Linked DNA regions of Mus musculus: region 2 is linked to region 1. Evidence: chromatin contacts called from public Hi-C data. All regions are on one chromosome and are shown on one strand. Each heading gives the region's core, a stretch centred on a gene start, on an enhancer-like site or on the middle of the called end of the contact. The rest is flanking DNA. Distances are from core to core; before and after follow the strand shown.

Region 1 (3,370 bases), core at 469-2,968:
CTATATAGAATTACTTCCATGATAACTGAACATATCAAACCTCAGATGCTGATATATGTACGTACTATGTAGATTTGTTTACATTGCACGTGGATGTGCACCAGTGGTGCTTGGAGGAAATGGGTGTGGATTCTTCCACCTTCACCTCTTGGGTCCAGGGATCAAATTCAGTAATAAGGCTTAGCAGCAGACACCTTTAACCACTGAGCCAAAACCCTACCCTACCTTGATTCAGAAGGAATGGGAGCAGGGCAAGAAGGCTTGGGGTCCATCCTCAGCACCCAAGATTGGGGGATAACTAGACTGGTACCAGTTCATATATGCCTTATAAAATCTGTTTGAAAAACCCTACAGAAAACACAAATCTGTATGGATACCTATTTTCAATTTGGCAGATAAGTTTAACTTCCCATAGTATCTTTTGCAGAATTTGAGTCTTGTGTCTGTATTATTTAAATAATCACTCATCTATTTCCGCATGGTTACAACTACACAAGGTCTGGAAAAATATTCATCTCACAACACATACATGGTTTTCCCTATCTGAATATTTACAACTCGTCTACAGAACATCAAACACAAGAAGTAACGATACATGGATCTTGTCAGCTGACGATGGGACGACCCTCAATTCTGAAATGTCCAAGTGGTTTACAGCTTTCTTCTTACTCAGTAAAACCCGGGAGGAACAGAATCTAGCAAGCACATCCCCTGGTTTCTTCCCGCATCTCCGCTGATTTCTATGGTCTTTTTCATTGATATTTCTTAGACTTCATCTTTGCAAAACCATCGTCCTTCGCAGTGAAGCAACCATGATTTTCAACAAATGCAGGGGAGGGAAAGATTGCTGACAGTCACAAGGTGGAAGTCAGAAGAGTCCTCTTTGCTTGTCAGCCTCAAGCCTCAAGTGCCCTTCTCTCTCCCGGCCTGCTTCATTCCACCCTGCCCACGGCTGGATTCTGGCATGGATTCCCCACCTCATGACATTTGCCCAGACATCTGCCTTTGCCCTTGATTCTAGGAGTCACCTGACTTCCTGGCCACCAATCTTTTATTTTTATTTTTTATTTTTAAAAGACAGTCTCCTGTAGCCCAGGCTGGCCTCCAACTCGCTACATGGCGGAGGATGACCTTGAAGTCCGGTCCTCCGGCCTCCTTCCTCGGAGGTTATAGGTGAAGGCCACCCCTCAGTCGGCGTTGGGGCCGCGGGCGTCGGAGGCCGTGAGCGCCAGCATGAAGGCGCGGGCGTGCGAGTCCATCTGCGGGGGGTTGGCGTCGAAGGCCGCCTCCCTGGCCCTGCAGCCCTCCACGAACAGCCGGCGGCGCTCCTCGATTTCGTGGAGCAGCCTGGTGGGGATCAGGGGGTTGGTGTGCAGATAGTGTTGGAACATCCGCTGCTCGTACAGCTCTAGGAGGAGGAGCGGCGCGTGGACGTGCGGGATCGCCATCAGGCCCGCCACGCCGGGGAACTGCCCGGGAGCCAGGCCCGGGGCCGGCGCCATGGGCTGGGAGGCTGTGGCCAGCGGGTCTTCCTGGGCTTCGGGGACCGGACTGCCTCCGCCCAGTCCCACCTGCAGGACGTCGCCGACGCCGTTCATGGGGCTCAGGTCCGGGATCCTGCTCTCTCCGGGAAGCTCGGACATTGCCACCGTTGAATCCTCAGAAGCACCGGCTCCGGCGGCAGCGTGAAGATGTGCGCATGCGCGGGCCTCGGCGCCCTGGAAAACAAAAGTGCTTGCGCAAGGACGGGTGCCCGGACCTCTATCGCCCTCTAGGGGTGCCATGTGCCATTACCGCCACGGCCGCCTCAAGTTCTGAACCAGCAGGGGCGGCATCACATACTTTAATTTATTATTATTATTATTATTATTATTATTATTATTATTATTATTATTATTATTATTTTATTGCCTTGTTTGAGGCAGCGTCCATGTACATTTGGCTGGCCTGGAACTCATATATACACTCAGATCTGCCTGCTTCTGCCTCCAGAAAACTGGAATTAGCGGTGGTGGCGGCGCACGCCTTTAATACCAGCACTCCGGAGGCAGAAGCAGGTGGATCTCTGGAGCCAGATCCAGGACAGAGAAACCCCGTCTCAACAAACAAACAAACACATATATGGATGTTTTGTTACATATCTGTATATGTAAGCCATATGTGTGTCTGGATCCTAAGAAAATCTGAAGACGGTATCGGTAACTAGAGTTCCAGGGTGTTTGTGAACTGGGCTAGAGATAGCTCAGTGGCTGAGAACTTGCCTAGGGTGTAAGGTCTTGGGTTTGACCCCTATCTGAGAGACAGAGAAGAGAGAGAGGGGAGGGGGAAGGAAAGGTGGGGAGGGAGGAAGCAAGGTAGTTTTGAGCTACCACACAGGTTTTGGGAACTGAACCTGGGTTGTCTGAAAGAAAAAGTGCTTTTAATCTCCGGACTGTTTTTTAGTGTGTCTGTGTAAGTCGGAACCGTGCAGCTGTGGAGGTCAAGGTCAACGTCGTGGCCTTCTCTCCTTCCAACCTTATTGAACTCAAGGTGCTAGTCAGTTGTGCTCTACTCTGGCTTCTGTGTCACATTTAGCTTTGAGTGCGCACACGAGTTCGAGCCACGGCAGGTGTATGGAGATCAGAAGATAACTTTTAGGAGTCAGTTCCATCCTACCATGTGGACCCAAACTCAGGTTGTCAGGTTTGGCAAGTGAATGCCTCTACCTAGTGATCCATCTTGCTGGCATATTTTCTTCATTTTTGCTCGTTACGGTTGGTGTAGCCGTTTCTCTCGGCACTTCCATGCCTCTTTCCCCCACGCAGTGGCAGCACTTCCCTTACTTGAGTGTAATACACTGTTGAATCTCCTAGGGTGGCCACTGCCTGTCGATAATCTCAGAAAACAAGAGGGCTACCCGTGGTGGAGCACAGCTGCAATCCCAGTCTTTGGGAGGTAGAGGCAGGAAGATGAGATTATGTTCGTCCTGGGCTACTTGGCAAGTTCTAGGCCAGCCTGGGCTAATGTGAAAAGTGTGCTAAGAGTCTGAAATGCAGCTGTATCTCCGCCACGTAATCAACTCTGCACCTGCCTTCTCGTGCCTTTGAGGAACCCAGAGGCCACATGTCTCCAACCTGTCAATGCTGTCCCCAACACTCGCATCTGGAGCTCAAGCCTGTAACCCCAGCTACCTAGGTGTCCAATGCCGAAAAAGTTCAAGGGTAGCCTGGGCTACAGACTTCAAGGACAGTCTGGGCAACTAAGACCATGACTCAAAGTAAAAATAAGCCTAGGGTTAGAGGACCAGCGAGATGCTCAGCAGGTAATGCTGAGGATGTCTTCAGTTGCATCCCCTGGACCCACAGAGTGGGAGGAAGGCCAACTCCTGCAA
Region 2 (3,490 bases), core at 70-2,569, 2.3 Mb before region 1:
CTGCACCCAAGCTAGAATCGGAGGGAAGGCATCCTAGGTCTGGAGGGATAGAGTAATAGAAGGCTGGACTGAACATCTTGGAGTCCTGGAGCCAAGGGGGAAAAACAGATCTGACTGTTCGTTATTGGCTCGAGGAGGGGCCAGAAGCTAGGGAGAAACCTCAGGGGACTCAGCTCATTCTGGCACCACAGCAGCCCAGCCAATGTCTGGCCTGTCTCTCCTCTCCGTATTTACTCCATATGTATGACAGATTAGACACCTGCCATGAATGAGAAGAGCAGCTTAGGATCAGATTGGTAGAATGGTAAAAAACAAAACATAAGTAAAATAAATTAAAAGGAAACAAACAAATTTGAGTTTCAAAGGCTTTTTATCCCTTCCTCAATTTAAAGAGTATCAAAACTGGGCGTGGTGGCACTGGCTGAGACAGGATGATAGAGATTTCAAGACCAGCCTGAGCTACACAGGAAGAAGACATATGGGGGGGGGGCGCTAAAGGTGTCAAAAGAGGTGGAAATCTCTAGGGACCTTGACCCCTTGAGCAGAAAATGAAAGAAACCCCTGGTTTTGATTTCAGAGAAATGTCATTTGTCATCAGCCCAAGAAAAGGAGATTTTTCTCTTCGAAGACCACCACAGGCTTCCTGGGGTTGCCCCCCTCAGAGTCTGCTGGGAGGATCTGAGTCACACACACCTAGTCTTTGCTGTGGTCCAGAGGACAAGGGTCAGTCTCATAGAGGAAGGGGGGCCTGATGAACTAAGCCAGGGAAAGGAGGAGCCTTGGCTTTTCCTCTGCCTGCTGCTTCCCATTCTGTGTTTCTATGCTTACACTTCTGAGGTATCACAAGTGCTTTTCCAGCTACTCCTTGCTATGGCCACCTCCAGGATGTAGAACTAATAGCAGCTGAATGCTGTGTTGTGCTCACAGACTGCTTCCTCATGCATGGCACTTCATTTTCACCCCCACCTCTGGACGAGACCATGACACTTGATGCATGAGGTGACTGAGGGAGGGATGACGTGCCCAAGGTGACTCAACTAGTAAATGGCAGAGATGAGGCTTCAACTCTTGACTATCCCAAAGTCCCTGTCACCACAGGTTCACATCTTTGACTCTACAGAACTCACAAGTGAATTAGACTGAGGAGGCAAGGCAGTCCGGGTTGTTAAAAGTAGATCTGTAGCCTCTCTTATAGGTCCTAAGCAGAGACAGTAAGCCACACCCCTCTAGGGGACTGTGGCAGACTAATACTTGGGATGACTGAGGACGGGGTGGAGCTAACTGGGGGTAGGTGGGCAGGAACCCCAGGAGCAGTAGTGAGCATGCGGTACTAGGAGGCAGCTACAGAGGTGAGTTACCATCCCTCTCCCCAGCTGTGCTTTTCCTCCATTCCAACCTTCTTTCTACTTCCTGCCACCCTGCATCCCTCACTCCAAGGTGTCTAAGTAGTTCCTCATTCCTCTCTCTGCCTCCCCCACCATGCTGCTTACTCATGGAGGGTCCACACCGAGCTAGGCCTGCAGGATGCTAAGACTCGCAGGCTATCTCTCTCTGTGTCATGATGGTTTTGATGTGTGATTAAAGTCTTGACTTGTTGAGCACTTTCTGAGTCTTAGTCTTTTGGCTTATGAAAAACAGAACTCAACCATTCTTTATCCTCCTTGTGAGAGGAAGTAGCTTCCCTTTCCCCAGTCTCTTTTTCCTTTCTTTCACTTCCTCAGGCATCAAAGCCTTCTCTAAAACTCTTGTGTGACTCCCTTAACCCACTGGATGGAGATCTCTGCTCTTTTCCAATCCCTTCTCAGAGGGTGTATTCTAGAAGCTTCAGTCTTGCAGAGACAATTGTGTGACGCCTTAAGAGTCTTTTGTCCTGCCATGTGAGCTGTCTTGATGCCTTCTCTGGCTTTCTGGGCTCATGTTGGGGGAGGACCCAAAAGCTGTCTGAGCTCTCTCATGAGGTCGCATCTTCCTCCATTCATAAATGCCAGGTTTGATGCAAAGTGTGGAAAAGGCCAGGCTGTTCAGAGGCTTTCCCTGCAAAAGAGCCTGGGGAAGCCAAACCTTCCTTAAGCTGGGTGTTTGCTAACTATACCAGCCCTAAACCCACTATCTGATACCTCTGCTAACTGCCTGGCTGTCGTTCTTCAGGCCCCAAACCTAACCTCTGGCCCAGTGTGCATTCTCCTAGTGTGGCATCCCCACAGCTGGCCTTTGGCTTAGTTTATTTGATTCATTCAGGACAGACAGCACCAATCTGAGCCCAGACACTCACTCTTTCTCCCTTCCCCTTCACAGGCCAGAGAGTATGCGGTTTCTCTCCCACTTCAATCATGGATCCCCCATTGTGGCTTTCCTCTCAGAGCCTGTGAAACTGGTAGATTAGCCAGGAACAATGCCCCAGACCCCCACAAGACTAATCAGCCCATATGGCTCTGATAGGTTGGTACAGTTAGCGGCTAGACTCCGGCCAGCACTGTGTGATACCCTGATCACAGTAGGGGGCCTGGAGTTCCCGGCTCACAGCCTAGTGCTGGCAGGTGCAAGCCCAAGGCTTGGCTGCAGGGGCCGGTGGGCTCTGGTTGAAGACATAAGCCCTTCCACCTTTGCTCAGATTCTGACCTTTGTCTATGGAGAGAGTATAGAGCTACAGCCTGGGGAGCTGGGGGACCTTGAAGAGGCAGCCAAAGCCTTGGGGGTACAGGCCTTGGAAGAGGCCTGTCAGAGAGCTCAAAAGGGCAAGGATGAAGATGAGCTGGATCCAGGACTGAAGAGGCACCAGCAATCAGAAGACTTCATGAGGGGCTCTGAGAGAGGACTTGGGAGTCCTGGAGAGAAACAGAAGCCAGAGAAGGATTTTAGAAGTAATGGGAGAGAACAGGAGATGTCACACAAGCATAAAGCACCCGGAGAGAGGCCTGAGATGGCAGGAGCAACTAGGATGATGAGCTCAGAGGAGGTCATGCGAGGTATCGAGAGCCACAAGGGCTCTGAGGAGAGTCTTCGTGGGTGCCCTGATCCCCTTTCCCCACCAGGTTCCCTCCTAACTAGCCTCATTCCCAGGCCCTGGTGGGCTGAAGTCCCTAGGTTGGGGGAGGGCCAGTCGGCCTTGTGGAGCATCTTGTTGTGGCCCTCCAGATACGGTGCTCCCTTCTCCCATAGTACCCCCATCACTGCGGCCTGGCAGGTCCGGCCTCAAGATCAGAGGTGAGTGAGAGGCTTAAAGGAGGACATCTAGGCAGGGAGGGAGTGGCTCCGGAGAGGCAGCAGTGATGGTTGGAAGGGTTCAGTGTACATTTCCTGAGTTAGAGACAACAAATATTGTCATCACAAGACAGGCCAGAGTCAGTTAGGTTCTCAGGCTTTGCCAAGACTGTAATTCTTCTCCACCCAGGATCCCACTGACCTTGAACCACTCCAAAGCTCTCTGGAGTCAGAATCAGCTGGCTTCCTCTAGCCCCACTCCAGGTAAGCCCCTCAGTATTCCACACAG

Evidence for each region. Hi-C and Micro-C count contacts between places; a contact is called where the count stands out from the background.
Region 2: a contact with region 1 is called in a Hi-C map of B cells, with 5 read pairs. The contact joins the promoter of Zbtb32 here to the promoter of Eid2b in region 1. A contact is called at or near these places in 3 of 39 promoter capture datasets (cranial neural crest, hippocampal neurons and liver) and 1 of 484 Hi-C or Micro-C datasets (B cells).

What each region holds. Positions count from the first base shown.
Region 1 is chr7:28,276,054-28,279,423 of GRCm38.p6, reverse strand. It overlaps Eid2b (EP300 interacting inhibitor of differentiation 2B), which reads right to left and starts at 1,718. Exons shown (of 1, transcript NM_001177427.1): 1 at 1-1,718. The coding sequence starts at 1,643. The coding sequence ends at 1,188.
Region 2 is chr7:30,590,771-30,594,260 of GRCm38.p6, reverse strand. Zbtb32 (zinc finger and BTB domain containing 32) reads left to right here and starts at 1,319. Exons shown (of 6, transcript NM_021397.2): 1 at 1,319-1,349; 2 at 2,296-3,204; 3 at 3,392-3,465. The coding sequence starts at 2,393.